2 separate regions of the Triticum aestivum genome follow, and region 2 is linked to region 1. A link is a contact called in public Hi-C data. All regions are on one chromosome and are shown on one strand. The core of a region is the stretch at or near the end of the contact, and the rest is flanking DNA. Distances in the headings are between cores, read along the strand shown. Region 1 holds the start of LOC123150936 (aquaporin NIP1-1). Region 2 holds the start of LOC123153518 (UDP-glycosyltransferase CGT).

The links. Hi-C and Micro-C count contacts between places; a contact is called where the count stands out from the background.
Region 2: a Hi-C map of leaf shows a contact between it and region 1, with 4 times the contacts expected there. The contact joins the promoter of LOC123153518 here to the promoter of LOC123150936 in region 1. A contact is called at or near these places in 2 of 5 Hi-C or Micro-C datasets (both in leaf).

Annotation. Positions count from the first base shown.
Region 1 is chr7A:187,740,728-187,743,763 of IWGSC CS RefSeq v2.1, reverse strand. LOC123150936 (aquaporin NIP1-1) reads left to right here and starts at 1,607. Exons shown (of 4, transcript XM_044570734.1): 1 at 1,607-1,883; 2 at 2,241-2,660; 3 at 2,745-2,806. The coding sequence starts at 1,755.
Region 2 is chr7A:188,103,038-188,106,315 of IWGSC CS RefSeq v2.1, reverse strand. LOC123153518 (UDP-glycosyltransferase CGT) reads right to left here and starts at 1,374. Exons shown (of 1, transcript XM_044572614.1): 1 at 1-1,374. The coding sequence starts at 1,279.

The DNA.
Region 1 (3,036 bases), core at 358-2,857:
AACTGAATAAAAACCAACTGAAACAAATAGAAGAAAAAACATAGAAAAACCCGACGGAAAAAAATTGAGGGAACCTCCCAGAAGGTTCCCAAAGCCAGAATAACCACCGTCTTCAGTCTTTATGGACCGGCCCATCTGTATGTTGAGCGTGCACTTAAGCGCTCAAAAAAAAAAAACTTAAGCGCCAAATAGTGATCGGCCCTCCTCCCCTGCCCAATGCTCCCCCGTGCGGCAGTGTGTCGCTTGTTGCGAAATGAACAGCTGCCTCGCCTACAGGGCACCGGTAGTGCGCCGGCCTAGTATGGCATGGGGCGTCACGCTGATGTCATGCAGACGATATTTTATTTTCCCTATTTTCTACGTTTATGTATATTTTGAATGCGTATATTTCCAAAACTTAAATTTACTTAATAAATTTAAATTATGAATTTGAAATAAAATTGACATAGTATAAAAAATTAGCAATTTTTTGAAAGATGTTGATAATTTCAAAAGGAATGTTCTTGACTATGGAAAAATGTTCTTGCATTTCATCAAAGTGTATGATTTTTTTAATAAAATATGTACACTATTTAAAAATATTTTTGCAATCTATAAAAAATGTTTTGTACCATTAGGAAATATACTTGACATTTAACAGAAATATTCCCGTATTGTAAAACAAATGTTCGTGCCATTTTTTATGCAGTGTAAAAAAATGTTGGCTTACGACAAAGAAATGTTTATTTCTAATGAATAAAATGTACATGACATTTTGAAGAAATATTCTCGTGTTTCCAAAATTTCTGTGAAATTTTAAAAATATCTATACAATGTAAAATCAATGTCTGCATAGTTTACAAAATAATTATGGCTTGCAGATAAGGGAGTTGACAGTGCTTAATGTGTTTTTTAACACAATATAGATGCAAGCGCTCATATATACGCGCATACACTCATCCCTGTGAACACGCGCACACACCCTACCCATATGATCACCTCCGAGAGACTGAGCCAGCATATTATCTTGAGATTTTACGAAGTCATCGTAGGTGACAGAAATGTCTCTTCTCACTAAACGCGCATCGTCAAAAATTCTGAAATAAATTTAGAATAAATGCGATCACCAAGACTTTGAACCCTGGTGGGCACACTGTTTCCCTCAGTGCTTAATGTGCTAATCGTTGGGTACGTAATCATTTGCATTGGGCCGTCAGTCAAAAAGAAACGAAACGAGATCCTTGGACGTGGCCGTCCTTTTCGCTAGGCCCGGGAGCGTTTTCACGCAGCCATAAAAGAGGGCCGGTCATGTGATGAGCGAGTCCTCGGCGGTGTTGATGAGTGTTCGCTGCCACGGTTGGGGTTGGTGTAGACCAGCGCACCGCCATCAATGTGGACATAAATGCACGTACTGGCCGTGTGCACTCTTGTGAACACGCAGCCAATGGAGATGCGCTCTTCTTCTCATCTCTCACCATTTTTTCACCCGTGTCGTGTGAAATGCGTCAAGCATACTACACCTTCTGGAAGAGAGAATATCATCGCACTGTAAGTCTGTAACATTGCACCAACCAACTAACCAAAGCAGAGGTTGGCCCGGTCAATCCAAACGGCATGGAAAGGGATAGGGGTGCCGATAAATAGGCGCCCGGGTCATCATCTCATCCCAGCCCTTGCTTGCCCTGTGCACATCTGTCACTACTCATCACTTTCCTTACTTCTCTCGGGTCTACTCCTGTGTTTCCGCCGCACATCTGGGCGCTCGAGGAGGGGGAATGGCAGGAGGAGGCGATAACTCCCAGACGAATGGAGGATCTCAGGAGCCGCGCGCCATGGAGGAAGGGAGGAAGGACGACTATGACCAGGGCTGCGGCCTCGCCATCTCTCTCCCCTTCGTCCAGAAGGTGAGCCCTGCGCCCTTAAGATCGCTTCTAGGGTTCATGAATCCGCATCTCTCCCTTTAATGGCATGCAGATCTCTCTTCGATCTTTAGACGGTTATCTTTGCATGCCCGCACAAACTTCTGGTAATTGGGGGATAATGCCCTGGCTGGGAGTAAGGCCCGGGGGTGCAAAAATGGCAAATTCGTAGAGGAATTTGTTGTCACACCAAGCCATTAGCCACCCACCAAATGGCATGTCGCATGCCGCCATGAACAGTGACTGCTAGGAGATCCATGATGTAGAATAGATAGGGAGGAAAATGTTGTTGCGTGAAAGTTAATTGCGTGTGGATTATTGATTCATTGTACGTACGTCCAGATCATCGCCGAGATTTTCGGGACCTACTTCCTGATCTTCGCGGGGTGCGGCGCGGTGACCATCAACAAGAGCAAGGGGCAGATCACGTTCCCCGGCGTGGCCATCGTGTGGGGCCTCACCGTGATGGTGATGGTGTACTCCGTCGGCCACATCTCCGGCGCGCACTTCAACCCGGCCGTCACCTTCGCGTTCGCCACCGTGCGCCGCTTCCCGTGGAGGCAGGTGCCGGCGTACGTGCTGGCGCAGATGCTCGGGGCCACGCTGGCCAGCGGCACGCTGAGGCTCATGTTCGGCGGGCGCCACGAGCACTTCCCCGGCACGCTCCCCACCGGGTCCGACGTGCAGTCGCTCGTCCTCGAGTTCATCATCACCTTTTACCTCATGTTCGTCATCTCCGGCGTCTCCACCGACAACAGAGCCGTAAGCAGATCTATCTCGGTCGCCGAATTAACAACAAAACTCGCGTATAATTCGCTAACGAGTTGAGAAAACCGTTGCTTGCAGATCGGGGAGCTGGCAGGGCTGGCCGTGGGTGCAACCATCCTGCTTAATGTGCTGATAGCTGGGTACGTACATAATTATACTTACCTTCGTTGTTGTTTTTTAACACAGATGCAGACCCTCATACATACACACACATTTGCACGTCCATCATTACGAGCACATACTATATTACAGCCGCATAAGTCCATGTAGAATTTTCATAGTCAGCAGAACAAGAATATTTGCATTGGGACGTTGGACTTACGCTATCGTGTTTCAGTAAAAAAAGATACCAGTAACTGAAAATCCTAGT
Region 2 (3,278 bases), core at 125-2,624, 360 kb before region 1:
TCACCTTCTCCGCGATACTCTCCCCGCTCACCATTCCCTCCTCCCCCTCCCAGCTCCACCGCTCCTCCCAGACGCCGAGCCCGCTGCGCGCCACTACGCCGGCGTTCACCCTCTGGTCCCCGAACCTCGGCCATGCCAGAACCGGCAATCCGTTCGCCGCCGCCTCCGTGACCGAGTTCCAGCCGCAGTGGCTGATGAACAGACCGATGGATTCTTGCTTCAGGACCTCCTCTTGCTCCACCCAACCCTTGGTCACCATGCCCCGCCCCTGCACACGCTCCAAGAAGCCTTCGCCGAGCAGCTCGCTGAGCTCGGCCTCGTCGTCTCTGTCGACGACGGTGCTTTTCACCACCCACAGGAACCGGTGGCCGCTCGCCTCGAGCCCGACGGCGAGCTCCCTGAGCTGGTCCTTGGATATGGCCTTGCGGCTGCCGAAGCTGACGTACACCACCGACCTCGCCGGCTGCGCCGCGAGCCACTGCATATAATCGGCTTGATTTTCCGCCGGTTCACTTGCCGAAAAGCTCACCGGAGCGAGTGGCCCAACCGAGAAAACATTTGGGAACCCGGCAACGACGGAGCCATCCCGGAGTGCAGCTATGGCTTCTGGCTCGAACTCGTCGAAGGAATTGACCAGGAGGCCGTCGGCTTTCGCGAGCTCGCGGCCGTTGGCGACGAACTGCCGCGTGAAGAGGTGCTCGGGGTGGTGCAGCGCCTGCGGGATGGAAGCCTTGGAGATGCGGTACACGCCGGGGACGTCGACGTCGCCGACGGGACCGCCGGCATTCGCGTCGAGGTAGGCGGGGAAGTGGACGCACAGGGAGAGCATCGCGGTGGAGGCGGTGAACAGGACGTAGCAGGGGAGGCCGAGCTCCTTGGCGACGGGTATGACGACGGATGCCAGCGCGATGTCCGTCACGAGCGCCGACGCGCCGGCGCCGGCGAGGAGCGGGCCGAGGAGGGGCGCGGAGCGGCGCATGGCCTCGAAGCGGAGGAAGAAGGGGTCGGCGCCGGGGAACTCGGACGCGTCGAACCGCGCGAGGTGGAAGTCGAGGCGGCGCACGGCCGGGCACGCGCTGAACAGGGCCTCGAGGTGCGCGGACTCGGCGGACGACACGGTGGGGAGCACGGTCGCGACGGAGACGCCGCAGCCGTGGTCTGAGGAGGAGAGGGACACCGCGAGGCGGCTGAACGGGACGAGGTGGCCCATCCCGGCGCTCGGGAGGAGCACGACGTGGGGGTGGGGCAGGGCGCCCGAGGCGTCGCCGGAGGTCGGCATTGCCGGCGAAACCGTGGAGATGTTTTCTCTTTTCTCTTTTTGGCTGGCTCGTGCAGGGCAGGAGGGATAAAAGCTCTGCAATTCCAGGTGGTTTAATACCAGAGGGCCTCGTTGTTTTGGGAGATGTAGCGGTGCTCTGCACCACACGACTCAACAACCAGTTCAGCGGCGCAGTAGGTGCAACGTCCGGACAGATATACCAGCACATCGTGGGTGTGAAAGCGTGAACTTTATTGCGAAAACGAAGAAGATCTCCACGAGAACACAACAGATGACCAATTGCACGATAGGGCTGAAGCACCATTGCATCCGCGGGAAATATCACCTGTATTTTCATTATCGGTCTTGAAGTCTCGGTCGATGCTATACTCATTAAATCTTACATTAAGATCTGTGCCAAAAAAAATATTTTACATATTATATAACTTGACTGAGACTTCATTATTCAGCCACGTAAGCAGGGCAGCAGCTATACAAGAGTGCACGACAGAGCACCCGCTCACGCTCCCCGTGCAAAATAAAATCCCACCGAACAAAATACACATGGCATAGCTGGTAATCCTTGTTGGAAATAACCAACATATTTTTAGGCCAGCAAAACTGGGCACACTTTCTGCCCTCTGCTGCACTTAGGCCTCAGTTCATCCCATCCCATAGTTAGATTCACGTCTGAACATGGGCTCTCTCGGCGATTTCAAATTTCTGGCCGTTGGATCTCTCCCTAGATGCAATTTGAACCATCGGATCTGCCCCTGAGGTGAGCTGGGCCGTTGGATATAATTCAAGTTCACAACAATGCATAGTAAGTTTGTTTTTCCACTTTAGGATTTTAATCGTTTGTGACTGACTACTGGGGTCCGACACTCATGGGCCGGGCCTGTCAGCGGCTTGGGTGCGCAGACACCCGGTGCGGGTGGCTCGCAGTCAAATATGTGTGCCACCGCCTGTAATTTTCGGATCTCGCTGAGGGCATTAGAGGGAATTCGCTTCGTCGCCCTTGCGTGGCGTGATGTGTATGGGTCATTTTCCAGTGTAAAGAAGAAAAGGAGAGGAGGCACCCGATTGGGTGAAAACCCTAGCCGCCATCCCCATCGCGCCCCTCTCCTTCGCAGTCGTCGCCGCTCTCCCGTCCAGTTCTCCTCCCCCATTGCCGAGCTCGCCTCCGCCGCTGCTCTCTCCCGTCCATCTCGCGCGGCCACCCACCGACTCCTCCCCTTTACACGGCGAGCTTGAGGAGTAAGGCTGGCAACTGGGCACTGCCATACGAGGGTCATGCCGAGCACGGCCCGAAGCACGACGGCCTCTGGTTCGGTTTCTCGTCCGGTGGCTACCTCTGCGCGTGGGACGACCTGCGTGTCGCCGCTGTCACCACAGACGCAGGGCCAAAGGCAACGGCCGTGCGCCGCCATCAGCGGGAGGAGCGACGGCCGCCGAGACGGTCGTCCACGTCGATGTTGTCGTCGTCATTCAGGTGCTCTTCCGCTTGCTCTCGCCCTCTGCCTCCTAGCCATCTGTTGTGAGTTGTGTACATGTTCCTGATGCATTCATCATCTCACAGCTGGATCGGCAAGCGGTGACACGTTCACTGTGCGCATCAATTGCTGTCACCTTGGCCACCTGGCGAAGATGGAAGAGGTTCACTGGGATGTGGTTATGGTTTGTTAATTTTGGCTACGATCTGTAGTTGCTGCTCCTCTAGGTTGTGTCGTTGGTACTGCTTGGAGTGCTGCTCCTTCTCGTGCAGATCCTCCACCTCGTGCTCTCCTCCTCAAGTTGTCAGCCACCTTGTACTTGGTCTCTTTCGAACTGATGGGAAAGGCAATATGTAAATAGCAATGGGTGCAAGAGCTGGTGAATGCCGTATTAGGGTCCATTAATCATTGGAGAGTCGTGATAAAACTGAAAAAAATGAATGCCTGAAGGTGACCGTACTATCTATTTAGTGGAGTAAACAAGTTCAGGTTGCTCAAGCGTAGTAGTGTGGGATGGGTCTGCTTAA